4 separate regions of the Mus musculus genome follow, and all the other regions are linked to region 3. The links are chromatin contacts, called in public Hi-C and HiChIP or PLAC-seq maps. All regions are on one chromosome and are shown on one strand. The core of a region is the stretch at or near the end of the contact, and the rest is flanking DNA. Distances in the headings are between cores, read along the strand shown. Region 1 overlaps Sptlc2 (serine palmitoyltransferase, long chain base subunit 2). Region 2 holds the start of Ism2 (isthmin 2). Region 3 overlaps Noxred1 (NADP+ dependent oxidoreductase domain containing 1). Region 4 holds the start of Gstz1 (glutathione transferase zeta 1 (maleylacetoacetate isomerase)).

What was found. Hi-C and Micro-C count contacts between places; a contact is called where the count stands out from the background. HiChIP or PLAC-seq counts read pairs in DNA pulled down with a chosen protein or histone mark.
Region 1: an H3K27ac HiChIP or PLAC-seq map of embryonic stem cells shows a contact between it and region 3, with 8 read pairs. The contact joins two enhancer-like sites. A contact is called at or near these places in 12 of 39 promoter capture datasets (the 3T3-L1 cell line, the C10 cell line, the HPC-7 cell line and 6 more), 1 of 484 Hi-C or Micro-C datasets (nephron progenitors), 2 of 115 datasets of contacts at active chromatin or transcription factors (both in embryonic stem cells) and 2 of 9 other capture datasets (adipose tissue and macrophages).
Region 2: a contact with region 3 is called in an H3K27ac HiChIP or PLAC-seq map of embryonic stem cells, with 5 read pairs. The contact joins the promoter of Ism2 here to the enhancer-like site in region 3. A contact is called at or near these places in 4 of 39 promoter capture datasets (the HPC-7 cell line, embryonic stem cells, liver and 1 more), 1 of 484 Hi-C or Micro-C datasets (nephron progenitors), 2 of 115 datasets of contacts at active chromatin or transcription factors (both in embryonic stem cells) and 3 of 9 other capture datasets (adipose tissue, liver and pancreatic islet).
Region 4: a contact with region 3 is called in a Hi-C map of embryonic stem cells, with 1.6 times the contacts expected there. The contact joins the promoter of Gstz1 here to the enhancer-like site in region 3. A contact is called at or near these places in 22 of 39 promoter capture datasets (the 3T3-L1 cell line, 3T3-L1-derived adipocytes, the C10 cell line and 13 more), 10 of 484 Hi-C or Micro-C datasets (B cells, bone marrow-derived macrophages, cerebral cortex and 4 more), 12 of 115 datasets of contacts at active chromatin or transcription factors (the HPC-7 cell line, the SCID.adh cell line, bone marrow-derived macrophages and 6 more) and 4 of 9 other capture datasets (adipose tissue, liver, macrophages and 1 more).

What each region holds. Positions count from the first base shown.
Region 1 is chr12:87,316,547-87,319,935 of GRCm38.p6, forward strand. The region is part of intron 9 of Sptlc2 (serine palmitoyltransferase, long chain base subunit 2); the gene reads right to left. Among named protein-coding and RNA genes, the nearest start is that of Ism2, 19 kb to the left of the region's middle. Within about 2 kb of position 1,560, at least 9 of the 459 cell types and tissues checked have an H3K27ac peak or open chromatin away from gene starts, as enhancers often do. A contact at or near this core is called in embryonic stem cells, where this site is marked.
Region 2 is chr12:87,298,340-87,301,574 of GRCm38.p6, forward strand. It overlaps Ism2 (isthmin 2), which reads right to left and starts at 1,366. Exons shown (of 6, transcript NM_001290302.1): 1 at 1,235-1,366. The coding sequence starts at 1,366. Gm51956 (a long non-coding RNA gene) reads left to right here and starts at 738. Exons shown (of 4, transcript XR_003950111.1): 1 at 738-1,012; 2 at 1,106-1,909; 3 at 2,004-2,177; 4 at 2,479-2,966.
Region 3 is chr12:87,223,588-87,226,546 of GRCm38.p6, forward strand. It overlaps Noxred1 (NADP+ dependent oxidoreductase domain containing 1), which reads right to left. Exons shown (of 8, transcript NM_027744.1): 5 at 1,271-1,451; 6 at 571-722. Among named protein-coding and RNA genes, the nearest start is that of Noxred1, 14 kb to the right of the region's middle. Within about 2 kb of position 1,559, at least 20 of the 459 cell types and tissues checked have an H3K27ac peak or open chromatin away from gene starts, as enhancers often do. A contact at or near this core is called in embryonic stem cells, where this site is marked.
Region 4 is chr12:87,146,198-87,149,480 of GRCm38.p6, forward strand. It overlaps Gstz1 (glutathione transferase zeta 1 (maleylacetoacetate isomerase)), which reads left to right and starts at 1,510. Exons shown (of 9, transcript NM_010363.4): 1 at 1,510-1,647. The coding sequence starts at 1,633. It overlaps Pomt2 (protein-O-mannosyltransferase 2), which reads right to left and starts at 1,705. Exons shown (of 21, transcript NM_153415.4): 1 at 974-1,705. The coding sequence starts at 1,431. It overlaps Gm6566 (predicted gene 6566), which reads right to left. Exons shown (of 3, transcript NR_136901.1): 3 at 3,278-3,283.

The DNA of each region.
Region 1 (3,389 bases), core at 310-2,809, 93 kb after region 3:
CTCAATCTTTCTCAGTCATCAAATGGGGACTCTAAGCATGCAAATATATGAGCCTTTTGGGGCCATTCTCATTCAAAATACATATATTCACTACACACATACTCTAAGTATCTGAAAATGACCTCGAGTTTCTGAATCTCCTGATTCTACCTCTAAGTTATTACAAGTGCTACCATGCCAGAGCAACTTCAACCAAGTGAACGACATCACCGGCTTCTTCCTTCACTTTTACAGGAGACTTCTACTTCCACCCTTGCCTTCCTTAATACTGGGACAAGATTTACCTTCCTTTAATAGAAAGCTGGACAAAACACCACAGCTGTCAGACACAGGGCAACAAGAAATGTTGAAAATGTTCCTTCAGAGATGGAAGCAGGGTGAACCTTCAGGTACTTAATGCTTACAGGCAAGTTCCAGGTTGCTACACAAAGAAGGTGGACCCAATCTTGTCAGTTGAAATCAGAATTGGAGAGGTCAAACTGATTAGGACTTTGTTGGGCAGTAAGTAGAAGAGGAGGGAGGTGAGCTTTGGCAATACCAGAACTGCACATGTATAAGAAGAAACTTCCAAGGATTGGGAAATTCTTCCAGAAGGCAGTAGCTCCAACAATTTCTGGCACTTACAAAGAGCTCACAATAGTTATTCACCCACGAAAATAGAAAGATGGCACAATGCACACAATAGCCCACAGAAGAATGTCGCTTTAGTAGTGGAAGTAAATTAACCCTAGAATGGGCTGGGTATTGGGTATGTTGGCCTATCCCTTTAATCCCATCACTTTGGAGGCAGAGGCAAGCAGAGATCTCTCAGTGTGAGGCCAGCCTCGACTACAGAGCAAGTTCCAGGACGCCAGAACCATTATACAGAAAACCTGTCTCGAAAAACCAAAAGCCAAAGACTAAGTCTTGATATACCTTAACAAACCTCAAAAGTAAGTCTCAAATGGATTTGATTCTCAGAGCAAAGTTCAGTGATACTGAAGGGAATACAACAAAATAGAGTATCAAACTGGTAAAGTATATGACAACCAAGAAAACTGTAGGCCAACAAACAGGCTAAATAATATGCTCATATGACTAAGTGGGAAGTCAAAAAACAAAAACAGACCAAAAATGACAAAGAGTATTAGCAAACAAGGATGCTATGATGCTATTGAAGTTATAATGTGTAGGTTCAAAATGGTAGCCATGCTGGACATTCAGACCAGAGGATGGCAATTTCTAGGCTAGTGTGGGCCCCCACAGTGAGACCCTCGCTCAAAGAGAAAACAAAAGCAAAACCAACAAATGAACAACCCAAAAACTACGGTAAGAATAGAAAATAGTTTTTAAAAAGAACAAACAAAATCTACCACAATCTTGCTCTGCAAAGTATGCTAGATGAAGACAGAAGTAAGATTTCATGCTGCATGAATTAGAATGGAATCCTAGAGGACAACTGTAGAAACAAGAGATCAAAGGTGGTCAAAAAGAGGGACTGAGGCAGACAGCCAGGTGTGGAGAGCTTTTGGGGCAGCCTTTTAGGAATTTGGCAGGAATTTGACATTGGGCTAGGACAAAGAAGTAGTCCTATACAACGGAGGAATGTGTTCTTTGTATTTTGATGGGTCTTGTTAAGACCCTGAATACAGTAATCAAGGGACCTTTGTTCAAGTTTTGTTTGTTCCTTGACTACTTAGTTTATGCCCTAGGACTGATTATATTCTTTGTATGTACCTAGAAAGAAATAAAAGCAGACTGAGGAAAAACAAAAAAACAAAAAAACAACCTTGCTTCAGCTTCTAAACTGGCTGGAGTTATTGTATTGTGTAGTCTAATTATCTTTTTCTTTTTAATCCTCACTCTCTCCCTTGAGACCTTGTTGACTGACTGAGCTGGCTTCATCAGCTAGGGGACATAAGGGTGTTTTGGGAGATGATGAGAATATTCAGTGCCCTGATCATGGTATTGTAAGATTATGTTTTTGTACAAATTTGTAGAGATATATACTTAAAAAGTTGGTGAATTTTACTATTGTGCATAAATAATACTTCATTAAAACTAAGTGATGGGGCTGGAAAGATGGCTCAGCGGTTAAGAGCACTGACTGTTCTTCCGAAGGTCCTGAGTTCAAATCCCAGCAACCACATGGTGACTCAAAACCATCCATAAAGAGATCTGATGCCCTCTTCTGGTGTCTGAAGACAGCTATAGTGCACTTAGATATAATAATAAATAAATCTTTAGGCCAAAGCAAGCAGGCCGACCAGAGCGAGCAGGGTCAAAAGGTCCTGAATTCAAATTCCCAGCAACCACACTATGGCTCACAACCATAAGTACAGCTACAGTGTACTCATATACATTAAATAAATACATCTTAAAAAAACAAAAGTAACATATTTGTGTATTAGTATAATCTTTTTTTAAAGAAATTTACATATAATCTTTTGCCTTATCACAGACCTACTAGCCCTATCACCAATCAACAAGCCCTTTATTAAGGTTTGAACATGAACTGTCCCCACAATCATGGCTTTGTATGCTTAGCCCCTAGCTGATGGTGCTATTTTAAGAGATGTTGGAAATTTTAGAGGCGGTGGGACCTAGTTGGAGAAAGTAGGTCATAAGGGCATGCCTTACCCTCCTTGCTCTCTTAAACTCTCACCTTTCTTACTATCATCTCTAGCCTTCCTTCTCTCTCCCTCCCTTCCCCCCTCTCTCCACGTGGCCATGGCCAGCCTCTCTTTCTAGAAAGAAACCTTCTCTCTTTCTCTCTAGTCAGAAATGGTATCATCTGTTGCTGCTTTTTTTGAGACAGGTCTTACCTTGCAGCCCAGACTATGTAATACAGACTGTCCTCTAAAGTATGCCTGTCACACCTTTATTACGTTTAGCCAGACTGGTCTGGAACTTCCCATGATCCTCAGGCTGGCCTTAACCTTGAACTCCTCCTGCTTCTGCCTCCTCAGCGCTAGGATTACAGAAACCTACAATACATCCAGCCTGAAATAGTCTGATTTTATCCTTAAAAACAAAAATGAAAACAAAGACTTATCAGATGAAGTCTTTAAGCTGCCATCACATTACTGGCTCAACACACTGAATTCTAACAAGCATAAGACACCAGCTATTGCAAGCATTTAAGACTATTCCATCGAATCTGTTAGCTCAGTTTCCGTCCCAAAGTTTGAGCAAGTTATTTCAGACAGACTCAAATAAACATGGACTTCCAGGACAGATATATATTACACCTAATTCTTAACCCTTGCTGTCTCAGAGAGAACACAGATGTGGGCCTGGAGAGACAGCTCAGTGGTTGAGAGTACTTGCTGCTCCTAACAGAGGACCCAAGCAGGGGGTTTGCTAGCCCCCAGATCAGAGAACTCAAAACTATCCCATATCTTCAACTC
Region 2 (3,235 bases), core at 116-2,615, 75 kb after region 3:
ATGTGTGCCCCTCAGGAAACATCTGGCAGCATCTGGCCCTATGGCAGTGCCTAGGAACAGTGATAGGCTTCTTGCAAAGCAAGAGACAGCTGCCCCCAGGACTACAAATTCCAGGCCCCAGAATGAAGGCAGCCCTATTACAGCCCTATAATTAACAGGATACATTCCTACTGGGGAAAGCTGGGAACTTGAGGAGAAAAAAAAATGTCTTAGAGGTGACAATGGTTTGTGATATTTAAGGGATGTAAACTTAAGGGAGCCTTCCCATCCTCTGAAGGGCTCTGGGAGTCTGGGCTCTAACAATATAGCCCAAACTCCGGTCCAAGTCATGCATTTAGCATCTCTTGTTTCCTATAGGTCCTGGCCCCTCAGTTTCCCCATTTCGGAAATAGGAGTCTTCCTCCAGAACAGCTCCAGGCAAGAAGAGCCCATCAGCTGGGCAGTGGTGACACACGCCTTTAATCCCTTCACTTGGGAGGCAGAGGCAGGTGGATTTCTGAGTTTGAGGCCAGCCTGGTCTACAGAGTGAGTTCCAGGACAGCTAGGGCTACATAGAGAAACCCTGTCTCGAAAAGAAGGAGGAGGAGGAGGACTACACATCAGGCTGGCTCTTGCATTACAAACAAGCCTCCATGGAAATGGGGACAGGAACGGGGAATAGCCACTAAAACTGTGAAAGGAGAGCATAAGGCTAGACCGCAGTGATTGGTGACTGAAACACTGTTTCTAACACAGCCAGCACTCTTTCGCCATGCTCTTCTATCTCAGGACACACATTCTTTGAAGAAATGCTGGCTGACAGCCTACACCCAGCAAGGTGCAGAACGCCCTTAACTCCCTCAGCCTGCCTCAACTCCCAATGGAAAACTCGAATCCTTGGTTGGTTAGTATTTAGGGGCTGCTTCAAGAGAATCACTTAGCCCAAGTCGGTAGCCCCAGGCCACCACTCCACAGAGCCCTGGAATCTCCTCTCTCCGCTCCAGGGTGGCTTTTCAGGGGTGTGCTGCTGCAGGTGATGTTCGCTCAGGGCGAGGAAGGGGTGGGTAGGACCCAAGAAGCCGGGCCACCGCGGAGCAGGCACCACAGTCAACTTTTCCCTCTGCAGCCAGTACGTTACGGCGCCACCAGGGCTCGCGGCCACGCGTGGAGAGTGTAAACTCCTGCGGGCTCAGTGCTCCTGGCCATCGTCCAGTGCCCACCCTGCTCCGTCCCTCCAGTCCCGCTCATCACTCACCTCCGCCATCCTCGAGTGGCCGTGGGGCCCGGGACCTCGCTTCCTCAGTGGGAGCCCTCGGCCAGTGGCCAGCAGGGCGGCCAGCAGCATCAAGGCGCGCGGGAACCGTGCTCGGCTGGGCGGTGGCCGCATCGTGTCCCTTCCAGGCTGCTCTGCCAGAGCCGCGGGGCTCGGGAGCGCGTTCGCGCCCCGCCTCGCCTCCTCCTGGGGCGGGAGCGCGGGCTGCGGCGCAGGCTCCGTCCAGTCGCGCGGGGACCTCGCGAGGAGCGGCGGGAGCGCGCGCTCGGGTGCGCGCCGCCGGTGAGCAGGGGTCTGCGAGCGAGGTCAGTGGCCCCATGTCTCTCTACCCCCCTTCGCCCTCCCCAAGGGGCCCCTCGGCGCTCGGGGACTCGTCCGGGCTCCGCGGGGCGGCTCCTTTGATCTGGCGGCCACCCCGCCCTCAGTCCCCGCCACTGTCGCCGTCGCGGCCCCAAGCGAATTCCTGTCCCGGGAAAGTTGCGGTCCCACGAGGGGCTGCTGAGGGGCGAGAAGGCTGCGGCGCCACAGGAGCGCTCCTCGACAGCGCGGGCGACAGCCTCCCAAACTAGCCCGGGCCTCACAGGCAGGGACGCGCGACTGACCGGCGGCGAGCGGTGGGAGACTTTGGAACTTAGGCAAAAGTGTGCGTGCAGCCAGGTAGGTTTGCGAGGGACTTTGGAAGTTCAACAGCGTCGCCTGGGATGAGGAGCCCGCCGCCACATTGCGGTCCCAGCTCCCGATCCCCTTTCAGCTTTTAGGACTGTCAGACCCAGGAGACCACACAAGCCACAGTCCCAGAACAGCGGGTGTGCTGTGGTGGGGTAAGCCTGAGTGCAGGGGTCGGAGGATCCGTCCTGCAGCTGGTGTCGCTGATCCTTAGGACAGCCCAGCCCTTTCGGCCAGACCTTCGGGTTGGATCTTCACAGTAAGCCACTCACTGAACGGCGACCTTTGGGCAACTAGAATTCCGGAGCAGTGGCTTAGACCAGGTGGTAGGATGAGAATAGGAGAGAATGAAATCAAGGTGATACCTACCTGGGATGGCGGGAGGAGGGAGCCTGGAAGCGAACCTGGGGGCAGTGGAGAGGGTGGCTATTATGACCAAGCTGTGGTCTACGACTGCTCAGGGGTGCCTGAAGTAGAGTGGAAATCTCAGAGCTGCGCTGGGTTTTGTTTTGTTTTGCTTTTACTTGGTCTTGTTTTGAAATTACCCCTGCTCTCCACAGCAGCAGAATTGAATGGTGACGCATTGCATTGGGTGACAGCCTGCTTGTGGGGTCCTGTCAAAGGGGTTGAATATTGGCAGTTTCGCATGATCCAAATTAAGAAGATGGCTGCCTGGTACGTGATAAACACCGAGAACAGAATTTTAGCCAGGGAGCGGCTTCTAAATTAAGCTGAATTCACCGGACTAAAGGTTAAGCTTTACATTTAAAAAAAAAAGTTTATTTATTTTATGTATATGCGTATACTGTCGATGTCTTCAGACACACAACAGAGGAAGACACTGGATCCCATTACAGATGGTTGTGAGCCACCATGTGGTTGCTGGGAATTGAACTCCGGATCTCTGGAAGAGCAGCCACTGAGCCATCTCTCCAGCCCCCTCTTTTTTTTTTTTTTCTTTTTGGTATAAATATTTTCACATCTACCGCCAATATTTTAGCCATACTTTTGACACTTTTTACCAGATTAAAAGTGACTTTGAAGATAATGAGCTTGTTGGGCATTCATTCATTCATTCATTCATTCTGTTTCCATGTCAATAACTGCTACTCCACTCCAAGCCACGCCCTCTCCTCTCCAAGCTACGCCCCCTAGTCTGGACTGTCTGAATACCCAAACGGGCTCTGTTGGACCCACTTCTGACCTCATATCACTCCCACCATTCACTGCCATGAAACTTATATCTTTTCTAATTTTGACCAATTTCATTAAGGCACAGTTCAAATGTCATAAACCATATCCATTTTTTAGGGGTTG
Region 3 (2,959 bases), core at 309-2,808:
TTTTTTTTTTCGTCCCAGACATTGAATTCTCCTGGGTTTTGTTTTGTTTTGTTTTTTGTTGTTTTTCTTTGTTTTGTTTTGGTTGGTTTTGATCTTTTTAAAATTTTTTTATTTTTTTGAGACAGGTTCACATGTAGTTTTAGCTGCCTTCAAACTGGTTATATAGCCCAAGAGTCTCGATACCCTGATTCTCCTGTCTCCTCCTCTCCAAGGCTGGAGTTATAGGCATGTACCACCAAGCCCAGCTCATTCTCTTGTTCACATAGCTATTTCCCCTGGTTGTTTCTAGCCCAGACTTAAGGATCCACAAATTAGGCTACTCCATTCTGCCCAACAAAGGTTGCTTTTTCTTACCAAGCTCTTTGCATTCCAAACTCAAATAACTAAGAATGTATCTGCTTTGTGCTTTACAGACACAGACATACACACACACACACACACACACACACACACACACACACACACACACACACAGAAAGAGAGAGAGAGAGAGAGAGAGAGAGAGAGAGAGAGAGAGAGAAGGTAATTGTCGAAAGAATGCCAGAAATAGTTACACAGTTGTGCCATTACCAAGATTATTGTAGGGGCAGGTACCCCGGATAATCGTTGTATCTTGGAGAGCAATTGGGACCTCCTCATTCTCTCCCCAGATGTTGTCATAATCCTCAGCAAATTGGTACTGGGGCCTCAGGATATTGGTGTGGTTCAGTAAACTTTTCAACCTGGAAGCCACAAAGACAGGGAATACAGACTGGAATAAGTGACTTTCCAATCTACTGCATCTGAATTCAGGCCAAACCCCAGACTCTCCCCTGCAAGCCACTGCTCAGGCAACAAGCTATGGGCCCACTGTGCGCTCAGGGCACTGATTAGATTGTTCAACCATCCACCTAATATTTACTGAATGTTATCTTGTGCCTAGCTCTTGGCTAGATGCAAGACTACAAAACAAAAACAAAAACAAAAACAAAAAAACCCAATGTTTGGCATGTATTTTTAGTAGCTTCTCATGTTGTTCTCTGGTGTCTTCTCATTGATGCCCCAAGTGGGAATGGAGTACTGGAAAGCAGCAGGCCATTAATATTTTAGGCAGGGAAAGTCATCCAAACCCCAAGTGCTGTTTGTGTAAAACTGGAGGAAGACAGAACTAGAAAGGCTGGCGGGGTCTTTCTGCAGGTCAAGCTGCCTCCTCCTCCTCATTACTGAGCATGCCTAACTCCAAGAGGTAGGCCAAGAGGCTATGAGTTCCGCTCTCATCCTGACAAGATACCTGGGTAGCGGAATGGCGGATACAAAGCTGTACACGGTGCAGTGCTTGTTGAGTTTGGATTGAATTTCTAGGCAGATATTAGGCAGCTGGGCAGGCAGACAGCAGAGGAACAACACTTTGGCCCAGCTCGCCACAGCAGCGTTGTCATAGACGCACCGGACCCCTAGTTTCCGTAACTCACCTGGGAGGGAGAAAGAACACAATAATGCAGAGAAGTTTGACCTGCACATCAGCTGTGGGGAGAGGATGGCGGTAAGGGTGTTTCAGGAAGCAGCTTAAGTCACGTGGCCACAGAAACCAGCCGCTGGTTCCTGGAAGCCTCTGTGAGCTTAAGCCCCACCCCCACTCCCCAATAACCCCTTTGCGAAAGCAGCTGGTACCACTGAGGCAGAGACTGGGCTTCTTATGTGATTGCTGTTGCTTTGATTTTGGAACAAATGCTGGATGTTTTTATTTTTGGAGGCATGTGCCACCGCCTTCCAGCTTGGAATCTTATCTCTAATGGGCATATAATAGGAATGTAACATGAGCTTAAAATCACCTTTTTATAATAAGATTAATCTTTCATGGAAATATATCTTAAATCCGGAGAAGAAAGTAAAGGGGGCGGGGGAAGCACAAAGCACTCACAACTGTAGCTCTGCCTCATCTCCTCCCCAGAATGCCCAGACACCAGCGACACAAACTGCCCTGATAAGGTCAGACACACTAGGAAGTGCTCTCAAAGCCAGCCGGGTGACAGTGAAAGGGCTTAAAAATCTTTATTTTAAAGAATGCTAAATGATACGAAATGCACTTCCGATGCATCAGGTGAAAAGCCAGTATACAATATACTTCAAAAAAGGGTGGGGTGGGGGAACGACGATAGCCTGGTTAAAAAGAGTATGGATGGTTATCCTTTCTTCCAGGGTAATTTGTCTACAGTATGCATACTGCTTTGCAATGTTATTTTGCATTTTATTGTAGTGTAATTTACATACAGTACCACATGGAACTCTGAAGTATACAGCTTGAACAGTTTTGATAAGGGCATACATCCATGTAGCCCACAGCTCCCTCTAGACCAGCAGTTCTCAACCTTCCTAATGCTTCAACCCTTTAATACAGTTCCTCATGTTTTTGTGACCCCAAACAATAAAATTTATAGCCGGGCGTGGTGGTGCACGCCTTTAATCTCAGCACTCGGGAGGCAGAGGCAGGTGGATTTCTGAGTTCGAGGCCAGCCTGGTATACAAAGTGAGTTCCAGGACATCCAGGGCTATACAGAGAAACACTGTCTCGAAAAACCAAATAAATAAATAAATAAATACATACATACATTTATTATTATTGTTATTGTTGTATAATTTTTTGTTTTTTGAGATAGGGTTTGGTTTCTCTGTGTAGCCCTGGCTGTCCTGGAACTCACTTTATAGACCAGTCTGGCCTTAAGCTCATAGGGATCTGCCTGTCTCTGCCTCCCGAGTGCAGGGATTAAAGGCATGTGCCATCTGGCCATAAAATTATTTTTGTTGCTACTTCCTAACTGTAATTTTGCCACTGTTGTGAATTGCAATGTAAATATCTGTGTTTTCTGATAATCTTAGTCGTTTGACATTCCCCCTCCAAAGGGATCATGACCTACTAGTTGAGAACCACTACCCTAGATGTAAAGTATTTCCTTCTCCCCAGAATGTTCTTTGGGCCCCT
Region 4 (3,283 bases), core at 260-2,759, 77 kb before region 3:
TTGCAATAAGAGATATGGCAATGTCTCCTATGAGAACAGAGCTAATTAAGGCTTGTGAGTGTTAAAATAGATTTCCCAAACTCGTTAGTCCTTGGCCATTATGTAACCCACTGTGGGTACACCTATCTCTTTGGGATACAGTCATGTATAGTAGGATTTGACAGGGGGTGGAAGAACCTAACTCTAAAGGTGCTGATATTCATTCCCCTTCCTGTGATTACGCCTTTGTGTTTAACCCAGTAGTTACAGCTCCCAACAGTCATAAAATGCACCTAATTTATTAATTAGCTTCACAGTAATTTATTAGTTTCCTATAGGAGCAGCCCTGTCAGTGTGTTTGCTTGCTCTTGAGTAAGATCCACTTGTGACACCTTCTATGCTAAGTTTCTGTTTGGTGATATAGAGAAGATAAAACATCCCTTCCAGCTAAAGATCAAGTAACTCTGTGAGCTTGGGAAATGGAATTGAACCAAGCCTCAAGCCACCATCTGTATCATACAAAGTAAGGCCTAGAAAATAATTCTCACAGGATAACACCAGACCTGTTGCTCAGAATCTGTGCCGCCATCTCCCGATACCCAAACTATCCTTACTCTATAGGAATCTTTTTCTTTGAAAATCACGCTTTGGGAAAATTATGTTCTACGAATTTACTAATTTCTCAGCCAAGTTCAAAGAACCTCTGAGTATCACCATTTTAAAGCCAGGTGACTAGAAGACATGAGGACAACTCCTGCAAACTCCGAGTGTGGGACCCCCACCAGGGCAAACCTATTCTCCGAGGTTTGACACACCGGAAAGCTTTCCCCAGCCACCCCCTACTCCCCTCGAAATACAACTGAGTTTCTCTACCGCCAAGGACCTGTCGTGCCTCCGATGAATCCCGCCCACTTCGCGCCCTCAAGCCAATCAGAGGGTGGCGTCACTCCCTCTCAGTTGCCATGGTGCCCGCCAAGTCCTTTCCGCCACTTACCAGATGTGAGCAGGCTGGTCCAGCCGGTGAAAGCGGGTGGCAAAGGACAGCAGCGTCACCACAGCCAACGTGGCCCACCACCCTGCCGCCTGGAAGCGCCGCGAGCTCCAAGCAGGCCGTTTAAGTTTCCGTGCTGCAGCCTGGGGGACCACGTCTCGGCTCACGGCTCTGGCAGCCTGCGGCACACAGCGGCCCCTACGGGGACGCAGCTCGGAGCCCGCTAGGCCACCGCCTATGGCCGGCGGCATCCTCCCCTTCCGAAGGATCACCCTCCGGGCCGGAGGCACGCCGGGTCTTGTCCGCTGCCCCGTCAAGGGGTCATAAGAAGGCGTCTCGAGGTGCCATGGGATTTGTAGTTCCCTCCGTTTGCCGCGGAGCGCCGGGCCCCGGGCTCTGGGCGGGGCGGAAAGTGTGGTGGCCGCCCGGGCAGCTAAGAGGCGGCCTGAGGCGTAGAGCATTGCGGGAGGCGGAGGGAAACCAAGGACTGACAAACTCGAGTCGGCTCATGAACTACAACTCCCAGCAGCTCAGGGGGCGGGGGCGGGGCCAGCCCGAAGGAGGGAGGCCATCTAGTCCAACCTTCGCTCTCTGGACCCCGCTAGGCCTCAGTCATCTTCTAGTCCCGAGAGCTGACTTTCTTGGCCGGCCGACCGGGCGAGATGCAAGCCGGGAAGGTCTGTGCCCCACGTCCGGGGATGAGGGTCTCTCCTGAGAAACGCGGAGAAGAGCTGTGGGGGGGGGCGGGGCTGAGAGCTCGCTTCTTCGCGTGGCGCCACAACGACTCCCGGCGTGCACCTCGGCGCCCGCTCACTCTACACCTGCGCGCTGGCCGCTGAACCTTATGGTGGTGGTAGATTGGGCCGGGAAGGCTAAACTTGGAAGCTTTTGAGGGGCGTCCAATCGCGCTTTTCCCTGCTTCGGGTAGACAGACCTCTTCTAGGGCTTTCAAACATGGTTCCCTACTTTGCAGTTTCGCGGCGCCCTTCGTATGTCTCTCAGGGGACCTGGTGGTCCAGGCATGCACCAAAGGCAAGGGGGAAAGATGTGACTCTTTAACGACGTTAATAATCACTTGTAGTATCTGCTCAGGTTTCTAGTTTTGTCGGTTTGGCTCTAAGAAACGATCTTGCTGTGCAGCCCAACCTGACTTTGAACTTTGACTCTCCCGCCCCCGCCTTCCAAGTGCTGGGATTCCAGGCTGTGGCATATGGAGCGTCCAGGGTTTAAGTCGAACTTCTTTAGTCCACCCTAGAGCCATTTGTATTTAAGCCATTGCTGGAATGGAGCTGCGAGTGTGTTTTATAAGAGACTTAAAATTGAGTCTCTTAGGAGGGCCGATATGTAGGAAGGCGGCACATTAGATGCAAAGGACATTGCATCCGGTTAATATAGATTTTCCACATACAGATGTGATTTTTCAGGATTTTAATCATGTAAGAAATGGTATAAAAACAGCTAGGGATGTACGCAACTCTGACGTAGCTCCTAGCATGGGCCGAGTCTCCCACAACAGAAAAACTGCAAATTTAAAGTCGCCAGAATGCATGTTTGAGTTGGAAACATGATCCTTCCCGGTGCTAATTAAACGGACATTCTACTTGATATTAAAAAGTAGCTGTTCAAGTGCAAAAATCGCCAGGTGGTTTGCTGTTAGTGCTTAGCTGTGATTTCTCTCCCTGTTTATCTAAAAGCACATAGGAGACAAGCCTCCAGATGCTCTGCAGAGAGGGTTAGGATTGTCTTTATCAGGTTAACTGATGTGGGAGAGTGACACCATTCCCTGGGTTGGGTCTGGCTGGGCCCATAATAAGGGGGAAGTCAGCCAAGCACCAACACACAGCATTGTTCTGTTTCATGCTGTGGATGCATAGGTTACTTACCAGCTGTTTCAGGCTGCTCTTCCCCCAAACCCCACCCCACCCCCACCCCAGGTGACTTACTACATCTTGAATTATAAGCCAAAATAAACCACTCTTCTTTAGACTGCCTTTGTTGGGGCATTTTATCATAGCAGCAGGAAAAGAAACTAAAATGATATATAAGAAAAAAAAATAATAATAGATGTAGGGTAAGATTCCAGCTGGGTGATGGTGATGCATGCCTTTAATCCCAGCACTCGGGAGGTAGAGGCAAGCGGATTTCTGAGTTCGAGGCCAGCCTGATCTACAAAGTGAGTTCCAGGACAGCCGGGGCTATACAGAGAAACCCTGTCTCGAAAAAGCCAAAAAAAAAAAAATTCTGTTTCCTGCTGAAGGGCCATGGGGTGTCGCGCCCACCTCAGCCAGCAAGGAAGACACGACATGGTCAGAT